Linked DNA regions of Sus scrofa: all the other regions are linked to region 3. A link is a contact called in public Hi-C and promoter capture Hi-C data. All regions are on one chromosome and are shown on one strand. The core of a region is the stretch at or near the end of the contact, and the rest is flanking DNA. Distances in the headings are between cores, read along the strand shown. Region 1 holds the start of RPS9 (40S ribosomal protein S9). Region 2 holds the start of CNOT3 (CCR4-NOT transcription complex subunit 3). Region 3 holds the start of MYADM (myeloid-associated differentiation marker). Region 4 holds the start of LENG1 (leukocyte receptor cluster member 1). Region 5 holds the start of PRPF31 (U4/U6 small nuclear ribonucleoprotein Prp31).

The links. Promoter capture Hi-C pulls out the DNA fragments that hold promoters and counts their contacts. A called contact is a pair of places that touch in the nucleus more often than the background predicts.
Region 1: a promoter capture Hi-C map of fetal liver shows a contact between it and region 3, with 2.6 times the contacts expected there. The contact joins the promoter of RPS9 here to the promoter of MYADM in region 3. A contact is called at or near these places in 2 of 5 promoter capture datasets (fetal liver and liver) and 1 of 47 Hi-C or Micro-C datasets (embryonic fibroblasts).
Region 2: a contact with region 3 is called in a Hi-C map of liver, with 7 times the contacts expected there. The contact joins the promoter of CNOT3 here to the promoter of MYADM in region 3. A contact is called at or near these places in 1 of 5 promoter capture datasets (fetal liver), 1 of 47 Hi-C or Micro-C datasets (liver) and 1 of 2 datasets of contacts at active chromatin or transcription factors (alveolar macrophages).
Region 4: a Hi-C map of epiblast stem cells shows a contact between it and region 3, with 3 times the contacts expected there. The contact joins the promoter of LENG1 here to the promoter of MYADM in region 3. A contact is called at or near these places in 1 of 5 promoter capture datasets (fetal liver) and 3 of 47 Hi-C or Micro-C datasets (epiblast stem cells, heart right ventricle and liver).
Region 5: a contact with region 3 is called in a promoter capture Hi-C map of liver, with 2.5 times the contacts expected there. The contact joins the promoter of PRPF31 here to the promoter of MYADM in region 3. A contact is called at or near these places in 2 of 5 promoter capture datasets (fetal liver and liver) and 4 of 47 Hi-C or Micro-C datasets (embryonic fibroblasts, heart right ventricle and mesenchymal stem cells).

Annotation. Positions count from the first base shown.
Region 1 is chr6:55,924,735-55,929,065 of Sscrofa11.1, forward strand. It overlaps RPS9 (40S ribosomal protein S9), which reads right to left and starts at 2,546. Exons shown (of 5, transcript XM_021094879.1): 1 at 2,452-2,546; 2 at 2,075-2,196; 3 at 1,752-1,874. The coding sequence starts at 2,171. LOC100521666 (a long non-coding RNA gene) reads left to right here and starts at 2,623. Exons shown (of 2, transcript XR_115980.5): 1 at 2,623-3,001; 2 at 3,996-4,331.
Region 2 is chr6:55,990,306-55,994,680 of Sscrofa11.1, forward strand. CNOT3 (CCR4-NOT transcription complex subunit 3) reads right to left here and starts at 2,835. Exons shown (of 18, transcript XR_002344772.1): 1 at 744-2,835.
Region 3 is chr6:56,277,271-56,281,379 of Sscrofa11.1, forward strand. MYADM (myeloid-associated differentiation marker) reads right to left here and starts at 1,307. Exons shown (of 6, transcript XM_021094908.1): 1 at 1,010-1,307; 2 at 481-607.
Region 4 is chr6:55,968,315-55,972,695 of Sscrofa11.1, forward strand. It overlaps LENG1 (leukocyte receptor cluster member 1), which reads left to right and starts at 2,271. Exons shown (of 4, transcript XM_003127415.5): 1 at 2,271-2,488; 2 at 3,594-3,773. The coding sequence starts at 2,357. It overlaps TMC4 (transmembrane channel-like protein 4), which reads left to right. Exons shown (of 15, transcript XM_003127416.5): 10 at 1-38; 11 at 358-541; 12 at 900-1,030; 13 at 1,138-1,293; 14 at 1,523-1,601; 15 at 1,687-1,951. The coding sequence ends at 1,755.
Region 5 is chr6:56,008,945-56,013,256 of Sscrofa11.1, forward strand. PRPF31 (U4/U6 small nuclear ribonucleoprotein Prp31) reads right to left here and starts at 2,563. Exons shown (of 14, transcript XM_003127413.5): 1 at 2,438-2,563. TFPT (TCF3 fusion partner) reads left to right here and starts at 2,552. Exons shown (of 6, transcript XM_021094886.1): 1 at 2,552-3,013; 2 at 3,561-3,819. The coding sequence starts at 2,991.

The DNA of each region.
Region 1 (4,331 bases), core at 1,296-3,795, 350 kb before region 3:
TTTGAAAATGGAAACTTCACCATAATTCAAAATCTTTTAGACACGTTTCCCATGTACTATTAAACCACCAACATCCTTAAAAAAGAACCATGGGGGAGTTACCAATGTGGCACAGGGGGTTAAGAAGTGACTGCAGAGGCTCTGGTCTAGGTGTAGACAGACACTCCAAGCCTTCCTCAACCTCTGATGTCGATGAACACTCACATTTAACAGTGAGGAGTGTAAACACACTTCCTTCCTTGCACATTAGGAGAAAATTCCGACTAGCAACCCCAGATGCCCAAGGAAGCCCAGTTGGATTCCCAGCCCCTCCTTCTTCTCATGAGAAGTCAAGATTTCCTAGGCTCAGGCCAAAAGCATTATCAGGATGACACCTATAAGGTAGCCAATTTTAGCGATAACTAAAAATAAACACTTTAAGTAAATCTCATCTCAGTAAAAGCTGTTACAAAAAAGCAAACAAGATACAACAAAACTATTTACAGCCAGACTCCCATCTGTTAAGATCAGGAACTGTACTGTGTTATCTCTTGCACATCCAGAATACAACGTACAAAGTAGGGCATAATAACCCAATTTACTGATTACTTGTGCTGACAATGTAAGAGAAACTACTAAAATTTGAATTATCATGTCAACTGCTGCTTTTGAAAGCACTCCATTAACCCTGTCTCATGGTAGAAATTTAAGTCCTTCAGAATCTAAGACAGTTCAGGAGTTCCTGTCGTGGCTCAGTGGTTAACGAATCCGACTAGGAACCATGAGGCTGCTGGTTCGATCCCTGGCCTTGCTCAGTGGGTTAGGGATCCAGCGTTGCTATGAGCTGTGGTGTAGGCTGCAGATGCAGCTCAGATCTGGCGTTGCTGTAGCTGTGGTGTAGGTCGGCAGCTGTAGTTTCAATTAGACTCCTAGCATGGGAATCTCCATATGCCGAGGGAGCGGCCCAAGAAATGGCAAAAAAAAAAGTTTATTTTGTTCCATATACTTTACCAAAATTTACTTATTTTTACCTTCAAGTTACAATGTGATCTCTATGTTTCCCCTCCAAAAACATTACCTAAAATGTTTTGGGAGTTTTTTGTTTTTTACTTTTTAAGGCTGAACCTGAGACATAAGGATGTAAATTCTCAGCTAGGAGTTGAATCCGGGCTACATTCACGACTCTGCCAGCCGCAGCAAGGCAGGATCCAAGCCGCATCTGCGACCTACACCAGAGCTCACGTCAATGCCAGATCCTTAACCCACTGAGCAGGCCAGGGATCAAATTCACATCTTCTTGGATACTAGGGCGGTTGGTTTTCATTGAGCCACAACGGGAACTCCTGCAAATTCTTCCCTGTGACATCCACAGGTCCTCTCCTGTCCAGGCCTTGGCTACATGTCCTTGATCAGTGTTAAAGCAGGCACATGAGATTCTTCCTGCTAAAGCATCCAACATTTGAGATACTCCACTGTCTATTCCCACCAGCAGCGAACAAGATACATACGGAAGAGTACTGTTTCACTACAGCCAAGTGCCCACACTTGCTTGGCACTGTAGGTTCCAATTAAGAGAAAACTGAAATTCAATGCAAGGATAAACCAGTCACACCTAAGGGCCTGAATTTGGATCCAAGCCCATCTTCCTAGCCCAGGACTCCAACTAAAGGCTGGCTCAATTGCTCCATATAACACCTCCGGTCGTTGAGCTAGCCTACAAGGAAGAGCAGAGCTCTGCACCTCATCCTACCCCTGCGGGATCACATACACACCTTCAAAAAGACGCCGCGGGTCTTTCTCATCCAGCGTCAGGAGTTCCCGGGCAGCCTTGCGGATCTTGGCCAGAGTAAATTTGACCCTCCAGACCTCACGTTTGTTCCGGAGCCCATATTCGCCTGCAAAAAAACGGGCAAATGGGCTCAGTCCCACGGACTGGTGAAAACGTTAAGCCTGGTGGCTTACAGGATCACAAGACTGGTCCGTCTGGGGAAGGGGACACACCACAGGACTTGAAAATAATGAACGAGTGGGTAGCCTCCCCCACGTGTTAGCCTTCTCAGGCCCGAAAAGCAGAAACCTTGCCTTACGTACTAACCGATCAGCTTCAGCTCTTGGTCGAGGCGAGACTTCTCGAAGGGTCTCCGAGGGGTCACATAAGTCTTGCGACAAACCCAACTCCGAGCAACCGGCATGCTGGCGCTGCTCGCCCGTCTGCGCCTGTGCGGGAAAGAGTGGCTCGTGAGGCCTCCGCGCAGCGCCTGCGCAGTCCCACAACCACGCTAAGATCTCATGGCGGCCACGGAAGATCTCGTGAGACTCTCCCCTGAAGCTTTTACAAGCAGCATCATCGCCACTACTTTCCAACCACCCTCTTTTCATCTCCAACTTCTTTAGCGTACTCATTAAAACTCGAATGGCCCACGAAACCTTACAACCCACACCTGGACTAAAGAGCACCCCAGCACGCCTCACCCACAGACTCCCGGACGGAAAAAGAGGCGCACGCGCCCGCCGGCCACGGTCTTATAGCAACGTTGCCGTCTGCTGACGTCAGCGCGCACAGCGTAAGCCTGCACCAATCAGAAAAGGCGTTGGCGAGCGGAAAAAAGCAGTCGAAACGAAAGGTTGTGCCAGAGCGGCACACTGAACTGGGAGGACCTTGTCTCCGACGGGAGGTGGGAGTACCGTCCCTTGAGAAATGAAAGCTCCTCTCCGCCCCTGGGGGGGTGATTTAAATCCTGTCAGCTAGCCAACGAGTCGCCGTATAAAGTTGGAGACGTTACCGCCACCACCATTAAACTACAGCCGGCTCTAACTCTGTGAAAAGATCCACAGAGAGCTGCGCGAAGCAAAAGCTCCTGCCAAGAAACGCTCTCACATCCATGAATGATGAAAACAGTCTTGTCAGAGTTCCCATCGTGGCTCAGCGGGTTAAGAACCCGACTATGCTTCGTGAGGATGCGGGTTCCACCCCGGGCCTCGATCAGGGGGTTAAGAATCGCGCGTTGCCGCAAGCCCCCGGGTAGGTGGCAGATGCGGCTGGAGGACTCAGTCTGGCTGAGGGGTAGGCCGGCACCCGCTGTTCTGATGGGACCTTTAGCCTGGGAACTTACACACGCCGCTAGTGCGCCGGTAAAAAGAAAAAAAAAAAAAAAAAAAAAAATCACTTCGTATCTGAATACTGTCAACCCGAAGCATAGCCAGAAACCAGCCTGCCCTTTTGAACTCTGGCTACAAACCTGTCTGAGGATTGAAGGCAGAAATTGAGGATTCAGGGAGTTCCTGTTGTGGCTCAGGTGAAATGAACCCAACTAGTATCCATGAGGATGCGGGTTCAATCCCTGGCCTCGCTCAGTGAGTTAAGGATCCTGAGTTGTAGTGAGCTGTGGTGTAGGTCGCAGACGCGGCTTGAATCCTCCATTGCTGTGGCTGTGGCGTAGCCAGCAGCTGCAGCTCCGACTGGGCCCCTAGCTTGGGAACTTCCATATGCTGCAAGGTGCAACCCTTAAAAAAGAAGCAAAAGAAAAAGAAATTGAGGATTCAGAGAAGTCGCAGTTGCCTAGGGATACGCAGTTCTGATAGGCAAAGGATACACTCTTACATCCTGATAGGATTCCGCTTTTGCCCTCTTTGCTTTTTAGGGACAATGGGGGAAACGATCTTGGTAGAAATTGGGCCATACCTGGAATATTTAGCAGCTAGTGTCTCTGGCTACATGCCTCCCTCAGCATGGGCCTCATTAATTCATTTCTGTAACAGATACTGATTAAGCAGTGTAAGGAACTGTTTCACATGATGGCGCATAGCCACCAATAAAATAACCCTTATGAAGCTTTGAGTCTTAGGGGAACAGGGGAAAAAATACAGTAGGTCATTTCAGAGTGGTGCTGTGAAGAAAGTAAATGACTGATAATGACTGAGGGAAGATGGTACTTTATTTTTTGTTTGTTTTGTTTAGATGTTGTGACCATCATTTAATTTTTTTTTTTTTTGTCTTTTTTTTGGTCTTTTTCCAGGGCCGCACCCAGGCTAGGGGTCTAATCAGAGCTGTAGCTGCCGCCTACGACAGAGCCACAAAAACTCAGGATCCAAGCATCGCCTGCGACCTACACCACAGCTCACGACAACGCTGGATCCCTAACCCACTGAGTGAGGCCAGGGATCGAACCTGCAACCTCATGGTTCCCAGTTGGACTCATTTCCACGGTGCCATGTCGGGAACGCCTCGTGTCTCTTTTTCAAAGGCAGCAGTTTATATCCCGATGTTTCTTTTGGGTTTCCAGAACACAGAAAATGTTGTGAACGTTCTCACTATATATTCTGCTCCCTGTATGTGCCTTTCATCACCTGGA
Region 2 (4,375 bases), core at 1,585-4,084, 290 kb before region 3:
CCACAGGGACCTCGAGGTGGAAGTGACATCGAGAGGAAACCCACAGCCAAAGCGGGCAGAGTCTGGATCCAGGACAGCTCACAAGCAGCCAGCCAGAGGCGGATACCCAGACCCAGGGAGTCAGGCGGAGGCCGGAAGAAGCAGGTAACGCCGAGGGCAGTCCCGACTCCCAGAGCCGAGAGCCTGGGCTGTGGGACTTGTCAGCACAGAGACGGAAACTTGGGCTGGGGCTCCGACGCGTGGAGCTGGCATCTTCACTCCAAGGGAGTTCGTCCCCCAGCGCATCCCCAAAGAGAGGAGAGGCCGCCACGGCGGGAGGGGAGCCTGGCCCCGGGAAGGGCGAGCCCCTGCCCTCGCAGGGGTCCTCGCAGCCCCCACACCACACGAAGGGGCAGCCTCGCCCGGAGGCGCCCCTGTCCTTCCAGCGAGGCGCCAATACCGACGCGGAGAGGGGCGGCACCTCGCACCCTCACACCCCACGGGGGCCCGACACGGACGCCGCGCGGGGCCGGGGTCGCGGGACGACCCCCGGGCGCCGCCGAGGGGCGTGGAGGAGGGAGCGGCGGCGGGGGCCGCGCACCGCCGGGCGGCGGCGAGCGCCGGGGCCGCACGGGGCGGGAACGGGGGCGGCCATGTCGCGACAGGCGGCGGGGTCGCAGGGGCGGGAGGCGGCGGGGGAGGCGGCCGACGGCGCCGGGGGAGGAGGGGAAGGGGTCCGGCCCAGTCGAGCCTGACGCTCTCACCACAGGAGCTGGCGCCGCCGCTGAGGAGCCTATCGCGACAGGCGGGGAGGCGAGCGCCCGCCGCCTTTTTCTCGCGCCCCGGGCCCGGGCGCTATCGCGATAGCGGAGCGGAGCGGAAGTGGGGTGGGGGGAAGTGGGCCCGGGGTTGTTCTGACGACGGGGTCGGGGCTCAAGGGAGGCCGCGGCGTCTGCCGATGGCTCCGCGGAAGCTGACCGGGCCCGGTCCAAGATGGCGGCGGCGGAGGAGGCCTCCCCTCCTCTCTTCTCGTCTCTGGCGCCGACCCGCCCCCGAGCCCTGAATATAGGCCTATCATTGCTCCGGTCGCACGTCGCTCTTGTCCCCCGGGCGCGCTTTATTGGTTCTTGGCGGAGATGCGGCCGGCCCCCTCTCGCCGATTGGGTGATCGCTCCAAGGCGCGGCGTTCGATTGGCCTCCTGCGCAGGCTGCTAGGATTGGCTCAGGTTTTCTTCCCCGCTCCTCCTCCTCCTCCCGCCTCAGGGCACAACACGCCAGCGCGAGGACTCGTGCGTCAATCCGGAGGCCTGTGTCGTGCTGATTGGGTACACCCGCCCCCCTCTCCTAAGCCAATTGGTCGGGGGGAGGAGCTAGGCTGATTGAGGGCGGGAAGTCGTCCGTCAAGTTTGGAGCTGTTTTCAATTGGCCGTGGGGGAATATTCTGCCCAGAAACCATTGGCTGGTCCGGGAAGTGGGTGGGGAAAGCGGAGGAAGGCATGGAGAGTGGGCGTTAAAGGCCGCGTACCTAATGGGAGACGGACAGGTGCTTTCAAAGCCGGGGCCAAGCTGAAGTCTTCTGCCAATCGAGACAGCCTCTGGGCCGAGAGGGAGGAGCCGGGCAAGAGGATCCACCCCCTCCCCCTTCGACGGCCCTGTTATCTTTCACCGCAACGTGTCCAATAGTGTGGCGAGTGGGCGGCACCCGCTCCTAAGGCGTGTGAAACCAGGCATAGCAGGCAGGCTTGGGACCCGGGTGCATCCTTCCGCCTCGCTTGTGTCCTGGCGGGCCAGGCCTGTCCCTGTCAGCCGCAGTGTCTTCTCCAGGTGCCTGTATTTGGCATGCCTCTGAGATTCAGAAGAAGGAAGAAAAAGAAGGAAGGAAGCCAAAGACAATGTCCCAAGTCACCGGCACCACGCATAGCTGAACTGGTTGGGAAGCGCTGTGGAGGCATAGTTTTTGTTCTTCCCCTGAGTGGTGACGTGACCGTGGAACAGTAACTCCTCTGCACCTCCGTTTGCTTGGCGCTGTGAGGGCGCTGCAGAAGGTACAGATGAGATTCCCCGTGCCCCTTCACGGTTGTCTCCTAACACCGGTCAGACCTCACCTCGGTGGTTTTCTCTCCCTGGCCTCCCTTGCTGATGGCTCACGAGCACTGTTCATGAAAATCTACTTTTGCAAGTATACCGTCATTTTCGTGGTTATTTGAGACGCCCCCTCCGGATTTTTGAATGCCCAGCGCTTGGCAACCGTTTGCATTGAATGAACACACGGATGAACACGGGGAATGACTTGCGGTTGAGGCTTGCAAAGTACTGGTGCTTTACTATCCGGGAGGCGTTTGCCCTGGGTCACACAGTCAAGACGGCAAGTCAGACATGCTCATCTCCTTTAGGTGGAGGAAAGTGAGGTAAATCCCAGGGAGATGCATGGGCGGTCCTGCATCAGAGTCGCCCACTGCAGGCAGACCATTCTTGTAAAAATGCACTGTTCTTGGGCCCACACAGACCTGGGGAATAAAGCCCAGGGATCTGCATTTTCACAAACTTCCTGGGTGATTATTAGTGATGCAGCAAAGTCCTGTTATTCAAAGTGTGGTCTCTGGATGGAGCAGTGCTTTTTAGATGTCTCAGGAGTCGCTGGGAGATTTGTCAAGTGCAGATTCTGCGGTTCTAACAGATTCCCAGGTGACGCTGATACCCACAGTTCACATTTTTTAAGTAGCAAGGGCCCAGGGCAGTTGTTCACGAACTTAGCTGCACACGAGAATCACCTGAGGGCTTAAAAAAAATCCAGATACCCAGGCCTTGCCCTAGACTGATTACATCAGAGTTTCTCGGGAAGGGAACCAGACATGAGTGATTAAAGACCCCGGAGTTGATTCCAACACGCAGCTCATCTGGTAGGGAATTTTCTAGTGGTTTTCAAAGTAGGGTCCCTGCATCCAGCAACATCACCACCACCTGGGAAGTGGTTAGAAATGCACCGCTTTGAGTCCCGCCATAGACCAACTTGGTCAGACACTCTGGGCTCTGAAACCCAGTTCGAGAGTCCTTCCAGGCAATTCTGAAGCATGTTAACCTTTGAAAAACTCCAAGGGTATGCAGAACGGTAGGGCCAGGTGACTCAGATTCCTTCTGGAGACTCCCACCTCCATGTCCCTGGCCTCCTGTTAGATTCCTTCTGGCCAGGGGAGAAGGGGACTCTGAAGAGCTGTGCACAGACTGCCCTTCCCTGGCACACGCATAGGCAGAGATCGGCAAAGGTGGTCACTTTTTTTTTTTTTTTTTTTTTTTTGTCTTTTAGGGCCGTACCTGTAGCATATGGAGGTTCTCAGGCTAGGGGTCGAATCGGAGCTGTAGCTGCTGGCCTACACCACAGCCACGCCACAGCAACGCCAGATCTGAGCCGCATCTGCGACCTACACCACAGCTCACGGCAACACCGGATCCTTAGCCCACTGAGTGAGGCCAGGGATCGAACCTGCATCCTCATGCATGCTAGGCAGGTTCAGTAAGCACTGAGCCACGACGGGAACTCCCAAAGGTGGGTCACTTCTAAGCAAGGCTGATTTAAAAGTTCAGGGATAAACCTGGGGAATGAGCTGTGTGACCTGGGGTAATTTGGCCATTAGAAAGAACCTCCTAGGAGTTCCCGTTATGGCTCAGTGGTAATGAACCCGACTGTATCCATGAAGATTTGGGTTTGATCCCTGGTCCCCATTCAGTGGGTTGCTGCGGCTGTGGTGTAGGCCGGCAACTGCAGCTCCGTTTTGACCCTTAGCCTGGGGACTTCTATATGCTGTGGGTGCAGCCCTGGAAACCTCCCCCCTCCCCCCCAAAAAAAAGAAAGAATGCATGAAACTCCCAGGTATGCAGACTCTTTCAGGTGAGGGAAGGGAGAAATTGAGAGAGGGCCACTGCAGTCCAGAGACAAAGCCCTGGGCTGAGGGAGGGACTGGGGTCCAAAGATACACAGAATCCCAGGTGATGACAGGGGAGTCCCAGAGAGGTCTCAGGACCCAGTGTGCCAGAAAGAGACCCACAGAGAAGCCCAAGAGGCCTCACTCCCCACAGGGCTGGTTCTGCCCTGTGCGCCCACCTCCTGGGCAACTAAAAGAAGTCCTGGGAGTTCCCTGGTGGCGCAACGGGTGAAGGATCTGGTGTTCTCACTGCTGTGGCTCATGGCACAGGTTCGATCCCAGGCCCAGGAACTTCCACGTGCCATAGATGCAACCAAAAAAAAAAAGAGAAAGAGAAGTGCCAACCTCCAAGGTAAGAGCCCACTGGGAAACCCAGATTCCAGCACAGGTAGACAGGCGCCCCCAGCAGCACTCTGCTTTTAGGGCAGAGAGCCTGTCTGCCCCACCCCAGCCCCGGCCTGGCACACTAGGGTGGG
Region 3 (4,109 bases), core at 57-2,556:
AATAGGAATATTTTTAAAATATTGATAGAAGAGTCCCTGCTGTGGTGCAACAGGATCAGCGGCTTCCCTGGAGCCTAGGGACACGGGTTCGATTCCCAGCCCAGCACAGTGGGTTAAGGCTCTGACGTTGCCGCCACCAAGGCAGCCTTGGTCGGAACGGCAGCTCTGATCTGGCCCCTGGCTCAGGAACTTCCATATACCCCGGCGTGGCCAAAAAGGGAAAAAAAAAAAAAAAAAAAAAAAGTTTTTTTAAAGAAATAAAATATTGATAGCCTAAAATTCAAGATCTCAATGAGCAAATGTTAGAAGCTGTGATAAAAATAACCCGAGAATCGGAATTTACATCAGGGCCAAGCCAAGAACCCCCACGATCTTCGCTGCAACCGCACACAGATAACACATCCTCCACAGAGGAGCGGCTGGCCTTGACCATCGCGCCCCCCCTCCCCCCACCGCGAGACACTCTGATCTCCGACTCACCTGCCACGGAAAGTGTTCCGAGGAAGAGACTCCGCTTTCCGTGACTCAGCACTTTCGTTTGCTCAGCGATCTTTGCGTAGCTCCTGCTTTTGGGCACTCGTTCAGGTGCGCGTGCTGTCCCGCTGGGCTGGGACAGAAGAGATCCTGGGGTCAGGGTGACACAGTCTCCCCCACGTTTCTCTTCGTTTCCCTAAAGGGTTCTCGCAGGATCCATAGCTGCGACTTTCTTCCTCCCGACAAATGGGCTTGTTTGAGGAAAACCGAGCCGGGAGCGTAAACCGGTGCCTTTCTCTGCTCCCCCTCCCCCCCGCCCGACTCACTCCAGGGTTGTTAGTCGCCGGGTACTTTTTAATGCGGCCATGAACTAGGAGACAGAGGGAGGGATATTTTCTCAGCTGTTTTCTTTCTCCCCCTTCCTTCCAAACTAAAGCAGTGAATTGCTTGCCCTGCCGTTAGATGCATATACGATCCGGTACCCCCGAAAGCATCTGTTCTCTTAGAGTGGAATCCTTTACCAGAATCCACCTACCCGCGTGGCTTGCTGAGTAGGGCTTGGATCCTTGTTCCGGATCTGAAACACGTGACCACCTTCATCGCCAAAACTGCCACGCAACTTTGGGAACTGTCTTTCCCCTCTGCTCAGAATCACTGGCTTTTAAAAATTAAGAGGTTTTTCGTTCCCCTCCTTCGAGAACAATAGCATCGTTTAACTTGGAGTTTCTTAGAGTGTTACTAAGATATCCCAATTTGGCGACTGTTAAATGGAAGCTAATACCTCTGCTCCTTGAGATTATTCCTAGTTGCTCTCACGTGCTCAGCTGTGCTCAGGCGTGAATCATGTAAAAGGTTGCCCTGGCGACGCTTTGATGAGTTTCACTTCCCGCTGCTGCAAGGCTGGCTTTGTTTTTTTTGCTGCTGTGTTGGCGCGCCCTCTGCTGGGGATACACACGCTCTGCAGTCTCGGGCCCGTCCAGGCTGGACTCTGAGGCAAAGGTCAGAGGTCCCTTTACAAAATTTAACAAGGGGCCCTCTCACCGTACCCTGGGAATATAGTTCCAAGTTTGCTTATGACCATCCATGGAAGCTTCAAGTTTATTAAAAAAAAATGTCCCTTGCCCTGATTGCGCGGCAATTAAGATATAATTATTTCTGATTTGCAGGCCCTGTGAATTATGTAATTGAAGCCTCAGTCTGCTCATAAGTAAAAGCTGACTCCTCAGTTACCTGCTCATTAAACTTTGAGTGGATTCACACGTGGGCGAGAGAGGTTTATTGCAACAGCCAGCTCTGCTCCCAATAGTTTTAAATACAAACTTTGACGTGTTCCTACAAGTACCTGGATGGAAGAGATATCTAAATGCAGCTTTTTTGTGCAGTTTGGCATCTCCCAAACTAGGAAGCATCTTGTCATTGAAGGCATATTACTCTAGGGGTTCAAGCCGGAGTGGCCATAAATACATGGAAGTCACTTAAATGTCCATCAACAGATAAATGGATAAGGAAGACAAGATACATACATAGATGGAATATTACCAGCCAGAAAAAGAATAAAATTTCCCCACTGGCAGCACCATGGATGGACCTAGATCATATCATAGAAAGTGAAGAAAATCAGATTTAAAAGGCTAAATACTATATAATATCACTTACTGTGGAATCTAAAAATGGTACAAATGAATCTATAGAGAAACAGAAACAGACTTATAGCGAACGTATTTATGGTGACAAAAAAGGAAGTTGGCGGGACAAATTATGGGAATGGGAATGGGAATGGGATTAACAGACACACATGGCCATATGTAAAATAAACAAGGATTTACTGCGGAGTAAGGGAACTAAACCTTATCTTGTAATAAATTAAAATGGAAAGGAATAAAAAAAGTCTATATGTATAGCCGAATTCCTTTGCTGAACACCTGACACTAACACAATCTTGTAAATCAAACAGGCTTCAACTGAAAAAAAAAGATTCTTTGGCCACTGCCAATGATGGTCACATCCGCCTGCTGCAAGGCGAAGGCTGTTTCTCCTGCTGTGTTGGCGCGCCATCTGCTGGTGATACCGCTGCAATGCAGGCACCGGCACTGCAGTCTGGTCAGTGAGACAGAAGTCAGAAGTCCCTCTGAAAAATCCACCAAGAGGCCCCCTTCAAGGTCCCCTAGAAAAATCATTCAAAATTTGACTCTCGCCATCCATGGAAGGTCTGACTGAAAAATTCTCTTGCCCTAATTGACTGCTGGGCGATGAGAAAAACGTTTTAATGGTTTGTAGGTACAGTGAATTATGTAATTGAAGCCTCAATCTGCTCATATGTGAAAGCTGACTCCTCAATTACCTCGTGTGCTCATGAACCTCTTGAGTAGATTCACATGTGGGCTTAAAAAACTCTCAGGACAGCGAGCTCTGGTTTCAGTAGCTTTAAATACAAAAAAGAACGTAGAAGTGTTCCTGAAACCAACTAGGTGGTAGGGTTTTCTAAATGCACATTTTGGACACTTCAGCATCTCCCAAACTAGGATGAGTCTTGTCATTGAAGGCACATTATTCTAGGGGTTCAGCAGGAGTGGCCATACAGATATGGATGCTACTTTAATATCCATCAACGGAAAAATGGATACGGAAAATATGGTGTATATATGTAGATGGAATTTTCACCTGGCAGCAACATGGATGTACCTAGAGGATATCATGGAAAGTGAAGAGAATCAGACAGAAAAGCATATTGTATGATATCACTAACTGTGGGTGAATCTAAAAATGGTACAAATGAATCTATATAGAATATAGAGACAGAAACAGACTCATAGACATTGCAAACATACTTATGGTCCCGAAAAGGAATCAGGGAGGCAGAGACTTTGGATATGGGATTCACAGATACACAGGACCATATAGAATATAGATAAGCAGCAAAGATTAACTGCGGAGTGAGGGAACTATATTCAATATCATATAAAAATTGAAATGGTAAGGAATCAAAAAAATATATATGTATAGCTGAATCGCTTTGCAGAACATCTGTCACTAACGCAATCTTGTAAATCAACTAGACTTCAAGTTAAAAAGATTCAGGGGCGTCTCTTGATGAATAGCCCATCCTCCTGCTGCAAGGCTGGCTCTGTGTCTCCTGCTGAGCTGGCCCGCCCTCTGGTGGTAATACAGGTGCACTGCAGGCACGGACCCGTGCCGCCTGGGCTCTGGGACCGACGTCAGAAGTCCCTCCGTAAAACTCAACAAAAAGCCCCCTACATGGTCCTCTAGGGAAATCATTCAAGTTTTGACTATCACCACCCATGGACGCTCCGGTTAATAAATTCTCTTTCCCTAATGGACTTCTGGGCCACGAGAAAAATTACCTATGATTTATAGGTACTGTGAACTATGTAACTTAAGCTTCCATTGGCTCATATGTAAAAGCTGACTCCTCAATTAGCTCGCGTGCTCGTTCATTTTCTTTAGTGGATTCACATGTGGGCATAAGACGTTTGTCAGGACAGCTAGCTCTGCTCCCAGGAGTTTTATATACAATCTTTGAAATGTAAAAGTGTTCCTGAAAGTAACTGGATGGAACAAGTATCTAAATGCATGGTCTTTTTGCATAGTTCAGCATTTCCAAAATTAGGACGCCT
Region 4 (4,381 bases), core at 1,021-3,520, 310 kb before region 3:
GGTCTGGCCGTCATGCTGCTCATCCAGTTCCCTCGGAAGTGAGAGTCCCCTGCCGTGGCCCGGGCACCTTGCGGGTCACCCCGCCCCTTCCTAGCCCCGCCCCCGCCAGCCCGCCGTCTGCAGACCCCGCCCCCTTCCCGAGTTTGGTGGTCCCTTCCTTCTGGCTCCGCCTCTACTACCCAGATCGCCTCTACCCCTCAAGCCCCGCCCTCTAGACACACCCCCTCCGGAACCTTGAAAGCTGCCCCCTTCTCAGAATCCATCACTTCCAACTGGTGGGCGGGAAGGTGGAGAGGTGAGGAAACCGGTGGCCCGCCTCAGATTCAGCCCCCCCCCCCCCCCCGCTCCGACCCTCAGGCTGCTCTGTGGCCTCTGTCCGGGGGCGCTGGGTCGTTTCGCGCGGACCCAGGAGTTCCAGGTGCCTGACGAAGTGCTGGGACTCATCTACGCACAGACGGTGGTCTGGGTTGGGAGTTTTTTCTGCCCCTTACTGCCTTTGCTCAACACGGCCAAGTTCCTGCTGCTTTTCTATTTGAAGAAGGTGAGGGGTGGGCAGCACCCTTGGGTCTGATGCGGGAGGTAATGGAGCTGGGGCTCCTGGGTCCTGGCGAAGGAGGGAACTGAGGGATGCGACGCCTGGGTCCTAGCGTGAGGGAACACTAGATCCTGAGAGGACGGATCTGGATGAGGCTCCCGGATGTGGGAGGAGGAGGAGGAGGAGGCCAGGGCACTCCAACTTTCAGGTCTGAGGGAAGAGGGGACCCGGACTACTGTGTCCGATGGTGTTAAAAGAACTGGGACTCCAGGATCCTGACTGAGAAGAGGGGGCCAGGGTTCCCGGTGGAGGAGAGTCTGGGGCTCAGACGCCTGTGTCTCACATTCTCTCCTTCCTGCGCCAGCTCACCCTCTTCTCCACCTGCTCCCCGGCCTCCCGCACATTTCGGGCCTCTACTGTGAATTTCTTTTTCCCCCTGGTGCTTCTCCTGGGTCTGGCCATCTCCGCCGTTCCTGTGCTATATGGCATCTTCGTGTAAGTGTGAGAGGCACCTGCCTCTCTTTCCCTCCCTCTTCCCACTTCCCTCCAAGGTTCTGACTTGTGGCCATCCTGGAGCTCTGCCTGTCTGTCTCTGACTTCAGGATCCCACCTTCTAAGCTGTGTGGTCCATTCCGGGGGCAGTTGTCCATCTGGTCCGAGATCCCTAAGTCTATCGGAAGCCTCCCCGAGACTGCCCAGAATTTTCTCTTCTTCCTGGGGACCCAGGCATTTGCTGTGCCCCTTCTGCTGTTATCCAGGTGAGGGCCCCAGACTCCTGCATCCGGGTTTGAACGTGTGATCTGGGGTCCTACTTCCGAGAACGGAGGGGGCTGGGGGCCCAAACTTCTGGGTCTGCGGGAAGAAGGGAACTGGGATACTAGACTTCTTGAGTCTGAAGGAGGTCCGGGCCCCTGGTTTCTAAAAGAGTCTTACGTCGAAGATACACTAAGCGTGTTTGGGGAGTGGCTTTCATTCCGTCTCCTCTAGCATCCTGATGGCATATACTGTGGCCCTGGCTAACTCATATGGACGCCTCATCTCTGAGCTCAAACGCCAGATAGAGACGGTGAGTCAGGCCGGGTCCTTGGCAAGGGGTCCCGGGGAATCTAGAGATCTGTCTCACCTCCACCTCTCTTTACCCTTTACCCCAGGAGGCACAGAATAAAGTCTTCCTGGCACAGCGCGCTGTGGCACTGAGCTCGGCCAACGGAGCTCTTTGACCTTCCCAGCCTGGTTCAGGGTGACGACGTCTCGCTTTCAGACAGAGACCCACCCCCAGATCCTTTGAAGGTCTCGGCCGCGTCGTTTGGAAAATGAAAGAACTGGAGAACATCCCATGCCTTTCCAGCCCTGGGGGTCGCTGCCTCTCCAGTGAACCCCTTTCTTGTATCAATAAACACAACGGAGGCTGCTGAACGCTTTTTGAAACTTGTGTCCGGAAGCCGGGGGCAAGACTTCAGCGAGACAGAAGCCAATCAAATGCGTTGGCCGGGGAGGGTTGGTGTGGAGGGCATTTCCTCGAGAACACCTGGTGGGCGTGTCAGCCAATCAGCGGCTGCGTTCGGCAGCGTCAGGGCGGGGACACTTGTGATGGACTCGGGATCTTCAGGAGAGGCCGTCGCTGGGCGACCGCACGCGCGATGCTCCGCGATGGGAGGTGGGGGTCTCAGCCAATCAGCCTTTGCTACGGACCCGGGGGGGCGTGCCAAGTAGTCTAGGACCAATCCGTGACCGAGGCAGAAACAACAGGGAGGGGCCATCCTCCTGCCAATCGGAAGTGCTAGGAGGCGGGCCTGCCAGTTCGCGGACAGCTACGGCGCCATGAATATCCTACCCAAGAAGAGCTGGCACGTCCGGAACAAGGACAATGTGGCCCGCGTGCGGCGTGACGAGGCCCAAGCCCGGGAGGAAGAGAAAGAGCGTGAGCGGAGGGTGCTTCTCGCTCAGCAAGAGGTAAGCACCGAGCCCGGCCGGGGCTCCGGGGCTGAGCGCGCAGGCTCCTCGGGAGGGACCGGAAGCGGTGCGGCGCGCAGGCGCAGGGCACACCGTGGGGAATTTGGGGCTGGGTGCTTTGGAAGTATCTTCTCCTAGTGCTTTGATTAGCTCTCCTTGAACTCTCGCCGCTCTTGCTCTTCCCCCGCTCCTGTACTTCTCGAGGCCATAGTAGGAGCTCATGAAAAAACGAAGCCCTGAGTAGTTCAAGGAAACCCGGGCTACTTTTCAGTTTGCCTGCGCAAAGTCCCCATTTAGTGAGCGCCTGCTGCAGAACGCTTGACTTGCAAAATATCTCAAGCACCGTTCATTCTTAGAGGAGGCGCTATCATTTCTATTTTGCAGAGGGGTGAGATGCCTTCAGAGAGGAGGCCACAGCGAAATGACAGTGGAACAAGGCAATTCAGTTTTATCGGGCGAGCCCTTTGCCTGCACTGCCGGCCACACAGAAACACCAGAGGCAGTCTTTGTAACTCCTCACCTGTTTGATTTACACCTCACTTCCAGTCCTTTAGCTAATTTGGTGGTCAGCACTGGCTGGGGGATAGTTAGGGCTTTTAAAATTCTCATTTATCACTAGAAATTGCAAACCAACCGGGGATAGTGACTCGAAGCCCAACCTGGAATTCAGATCACCTGTTCTAATACATGTTTTGGTTGCCTTCATAGCGGTTTTTCTGTTTGTTTTTTTTTGGCAGTGCCCACCGCATGTGGGAGTTCCCAGGCCAGGGACTGAACCTGAGCCTTAGCAGCGACTTGAGCTGCTGCAGTGACAAGGCGGGGTCCTTAACCCGCTGCGTCACAAGGGAACTCCATTAATAGCTGTTTTTATTGTGTCACTGGAAATTCGGAATCCCTCTGGTTTTCTGTTTGAAAGGTAGCTTGCAAACCCAGATATTGCCTTATTTCTCCACCTTTTCTCGAAGCTGGGGCAGGTGCCTTTCCTGGCTCCGAGTGCCTCTGCTCCCTTCCTTACAGCCCCCGTCTGTGGTTGGCACTAGATTCACTGTTCCTTGAATCACATCTAGGTTCTGAATATTCTGCCTGTAACTTTCTTTTCCCCCAGGCCCGCACGGAATTCCTGCGGAAGAAAGCTAGGCATCAGAACTCACTGCCTGCGCTTGAAGCAGCAGAAGCAGGAGCCCCAAGGTCTGGCCCTGTGGATCTGTTTCGGGAGCTGCTAGAGGAAGGGAAAGGCTTGAGCAGAGGCAATAAAGAGTACGAAGAAGAGAAGCGACAAGAGAAAGTAAGTTGGTCCTGCCCTCTCCATCAGTCATGGATGGAGCTGGGGCTGGGGGAGCACCTTGCTTTCAGGTGTGACTGAGGGGTATTTAGGGACACAGAAGGAATCATATAGCTAATTTAGAGAACTCTTAAGAGTAATGAGGAAGTCCCTTTGTGGCTCATCAGTTAACGAACCCGACCAGGATCCATGAGGATGTGGGTTCCATCCTTGGCCTCGCTCAGTGGGTTAAGGGTCCGTTGTTGCTGTGAGCTGTAGTCTGGGTCGCAGACGCGGCTTGGATCCCCCATTGCTGCGGCTGTGGCGTAGGCAATGTGGGAAGACCCCTAGCCTGGGAACTTCCATATGCTAAGGGTGCGGCCTTAAAATAAAAAAGAAGAGTACTGAAACATAGCAGTCAAGAGAAGTTGGTTACTGTCGGGGTGCTAAGTACAAACCTGTCAGGTCTCTAACCTGGTGTCCAGATGTATAGATATCTGGGGAGTGTTAAGGAGCTTTGATTTTATTTTTTTTTAAATTTTTAAAATTATAGTTGATTTACAATGTTCTGTCAATTTCTGCTTTTCAGTAAAGTGACCCAGTTAAACATATATACATGTGTGTGTACATAT
Region 5 (4,312 bases), core at 1,313-3,812, 270 kb before region 3:
CCCAGGGAGGACAGAAGCCTGGAGAACCAGGGATTATGCCCAGTGTAAAGGCTGAAGACACGCCCAGGGAGTGGCAACGTGGGCTCCAGGCTGCCAGCTTTTCTGATTTCTTTCAAGAAAAGTAAGAAGTTCTGAATTTTCATCCCTCCCAGTTTGAACAGTTTCTTCCTTTTCTTTTTTGGCTGCCCCATGGCATATGGAGATCCTGGGCCAGGCATTAGAGCTGAGCCACAGCTCTGACCTAAGCCACAGCTGTAGCAACACTAGGTCCTTTAACCCACTGTGCCAGGCCAGGGATTGAACCTGCATCCTGAGCTGCAGAGATGCTTCCGATCCCCACAACACCACAGTGGCAACTCCTGAAAAGTTTCATTTTCATTATTTATTTACTTACTTACTTGGCCGTGCCCACAGCATGGCAAAGTTCCAGGGCCAGGGATCCAACCAGAGCCATAGCAGTGACAACACCTATTAACCTATTGAGCTACCAGGGAACTCCTCTTAAAAACAAAAAAACAAATAGGAATTCTCATCGTGGCTCAGTGGTTAATAAACCCGACTAGTATCCATGAGGATGCAGGTTCGATTCCTGGCCTCTACCAGTGGGTTAAGGATCCAGCGGTGCTGTGAGCTGTGGTGTAGGTCGCAGACCTGGCTCATATCCCATGTGGGTGTGGTTGTGGTACAGGCTGACAGCTGTAGCTACTATTCAACCCCTAGCCCGGAAACCTCCACATGCCTCGGGTGCAGCACTAAAGAGCAAAAAACCCCCAAAACAAAAACAAATCACCGCAGTACAAGCCCAAACAAAATGATTACAGGAAAGATTTGGCCGCTGAGCTGCTGGTTTAGGACCCCTGGCTGTTCAGTTGCCTCTGAGATGTCTTCCCTCATAATCTCCCATCTCCCCAAGATGGAATGCCCCCTTAATACTCACTTCTAGTTATAGGACACAGCTTTTCCTGGTAAACGCACCTATGTTATTTCACATACAACTTTCTCTAAAACTCTCCTCACTTTCAATTAAGGAACTCTTCCCTTACAGAATATAATCCACTCTCCGAATAGAAGACTCAAGTATCTCTCTCTCTCTATATATATATTTTTTGGTCTTTTTTTAGGGCCGCACGTGTGGCATATGGAGGTTCCCAGGCTGAGGGTGGAATCGGAGCTACAGCTGCCAGCCTACACCACAGCCGAAGCAACGCCAGATCCAAACTGCATCTACGACCTACACTACAGCTCCTGGCAATGCCGGATCCTTAACCCACTGAGTGAGGCCAGGGAGCGAACCTGCATCCTCATGAATGCTAGTCAGATTCCTTTCCACTGAGCCACGATGGGAACTCCACAAGTATCTCTTCTTATCCTCTGTTTCCTCACTAAACTAAGCAAAACTAGGGACCGTATCTGTCTGTTCATCTCTGTATCTCCACCAACTAGCAGAATATCTACCATATACTAGGTATTCAGGAAATAATCGGCAGGGAGTTCCCTCTGGTTGCAGTAGGTTAAGTAACCAGCGTTGCCACAACTGCGTGGCTCAGATTGATCCTTGGCCTCGAACTTCCTTATGTCACCGGTACAGCCAAAAGAAAGAAAGAAAGAAAGAAAAGAAAGGAGGGAAGGAGAAAGGAAGAAAGATTCAGTAAATAAGTGAATGAGCAATTTTATGTAATCCTTTAACCCACCTCAATATGGTCTCCTCTCTCTGAGTCTCTGAATATATAACTTTTTCATCCCTAAAGTAGGGACACAGATGCTATTTCCTGCAGCGTGGATCTTCTCCGACACCAAGACTAGAGCCTAACCCGCTGTTGTTATACATCTTATGAACTCTTTGTTGGCTTCAACACTTAAGAGGCTCTAAATGTCTAACATTTTGTTTAATATCCATCTTCCCCATCAAGCGAAAATTTCAATGAAACTAGGCACTAAGTCCGTACTCTTCATTGCGCGCTACTCCCACTGCCCAGCGCAGCACCTGGCACGTAGCAGGTACCACATCCTCGCTGGATTCCAGCCAACCTCTCCAGCCGCAGCCCCCACCACTAGTCCTTCTCACATTTTTTCTTTCACCAACTTCTTCCCCTCACTTTAACCGGCTCAACACCTTCCTCATCCTTCGGTTCTCATTCTACATTCTGCACCCCACTCCAGAGTGCCTAGGTTGCTTGGTGAAACACATCCCATGCGCCCTGTGTGGACCCTAAGGCGCTTCACACGTTGGTGATTTTTTAAGTAATGACTTGTTTAATCCTGTCTCCCCAGGCACCATGGAAAGCGCTAAGGGCGCTGAGAAATTTTTTTTGGCCCCAAAGCCGTAACACTGTAGGAGCATATGAAGCCTCTGGGTAGTCGGTCGACACTTTCACACTTCCTCCTCTAGACCCAGGAATCCGACCTCCCGCCCTCCTCTCGTCCCCATCACACTCACCTCTTTCCCCCTCGCAGAACCGTTCCTAGGAAATAGGCGTTCCAACAGCGGTCGACGCTCACTGATGACGTCTTACCCTTGCGCCGTCGTCGAGGCAAAGCTGCGCTCTGATTGGCCCACGCCCCGCGTCGTTCCCGGCCGCGTTTGGAACAACAACTTTATTAACACTTCCCGCTAGGCAGAGAATGGGTGAGCAGGCGGTAGAGGGGGCTTGTTTGGCTCGTGGCCCTCTGTGAACTGAGTCTGATCAGCGGAGAATCGCCGTAGTCTGACCACAGGGTGTCAAGACAAGAATAAAGGCGACGGCAACTCAGGCGACTGGTGGAGACGTTCGACGAGAAAGCAAGGCCTTTATGCCGGGAGTCGGCGTGGGGTTGGACGGTTTGGGGAGCGGAGCCGGAGATCGGAAACTACAGCTCCCAGTAGGCGTAGCGGCGAAGTCCCGGATGTGGTGGCCGTGAAGCCTGATGGGACCGGTAGTTTTGCCAACGATTTAACCTAGCGGTTTGAGATTGGACCTCCTGAGGCCTGAGGCGCTCGGAGCCGGAGAGAGATGGAGCTGGAGCAGAGAGAGGGGTGAGTGGCTTTGGGGGAAACTACGAATCCCAAAAAACCTTGCGGCTGCGTAATGGCAGTCTTCTGCGTTGAGGACTGACGGGGATTGCAGTTCCTGCAGCACTTTAGCTTAGAACTCTTTTAGGGACTGGGGTCCGTATTCCAGCCTCCTGGGTTGGGGGTGGAGGGTGGGGAAGCTACGGGTTTAGACTCCTGATAGGAGAGACGACGAGGTTGGGGGCCGGGACTCCTGGATTTGAGTGAGGGATGGGGGGCTGGAAGCCCCGGTGATACTCGAGGAGGAAGAGTCTGGAGGTCTAGATTCCTGGATCCTGGGAAGGGTGTGCTGGGGGCCAGGGCCTGAGGAAGGAGAATCTAGCAGCCTGGACGCCTAGATCCGGGGAAGAAATGGTTGGGGCTCAAACTCTTGTGGATCCTGGGAAGAGGGGGCTGGGGGCTCCGGACTTCTGCGTCTGAGGGAGGAGGGGGCTGGCGGCTTGGCACCTGGTCTGAGGGAGGAGGGACTAGGTGCGGAGGTTCAGGGATCCTGAGTCCCCTGACCCTACAGGACCATGGCAGCCGTGGGCTTTGAAGAGTTCTCGGCGCCGCCAGGCTCAGAGTTGGCGCTGCCTCCGCTGTTCGGTGGTCACATCCTGGAGAGCGAGCTTGAAACAGAAGTGGAGTTTGTGTCTGGGGGTCTGGGCGGCTCCGGGCTCCGGGAGCGAGATGAAGAGGAAGAGGCAGCGCGGGGCCGCCGGCGCCGCCAGCGGGAACTAAATCGCAGGAAGTATCAGGCACTAGGTCGGCGCTGCCGGGAGATCGAGCAGGTAGGTGAGTGTGGATTCCCCCGTTTTGAGGTCCCCTGGCCTTAATTACCAGTCCCTCCGGGCCGCTGCCTGTCTAGATGCCCAGCCTTTCTTGCGTAACTGAATGAATCTTCCATCCATTTATTTATTCACTGAACAGCTAATATGTGTCAGGCACCGGTGCAAAGCACCCTGGAGAGCTGTCTCCTCTAGAGCTTTATCTGACAACCCCGATCAGCTCACTAATGTTTCTTTCACACGTACCTTTCACGGTCCCCACTAATCAGACCTCCATACATCTCTCATGCCGGAGTTCCTATCATGGCTCAGTGGATTAAGACTAGTATCCATGAGGATGCAAGTTTGATCCCCGGCCTTGCTCTGTCGGTTAAGGATCCAGTGTTGCCCCAAATTGCAGCATAGGTCCAAGATGTGGTTCCGATCTAGTGGCGTTGTGGCTGTGGAATAGCCCTGCAGCTCCCAATTGACCCCTAGCCCTTGACCTTACATGTGC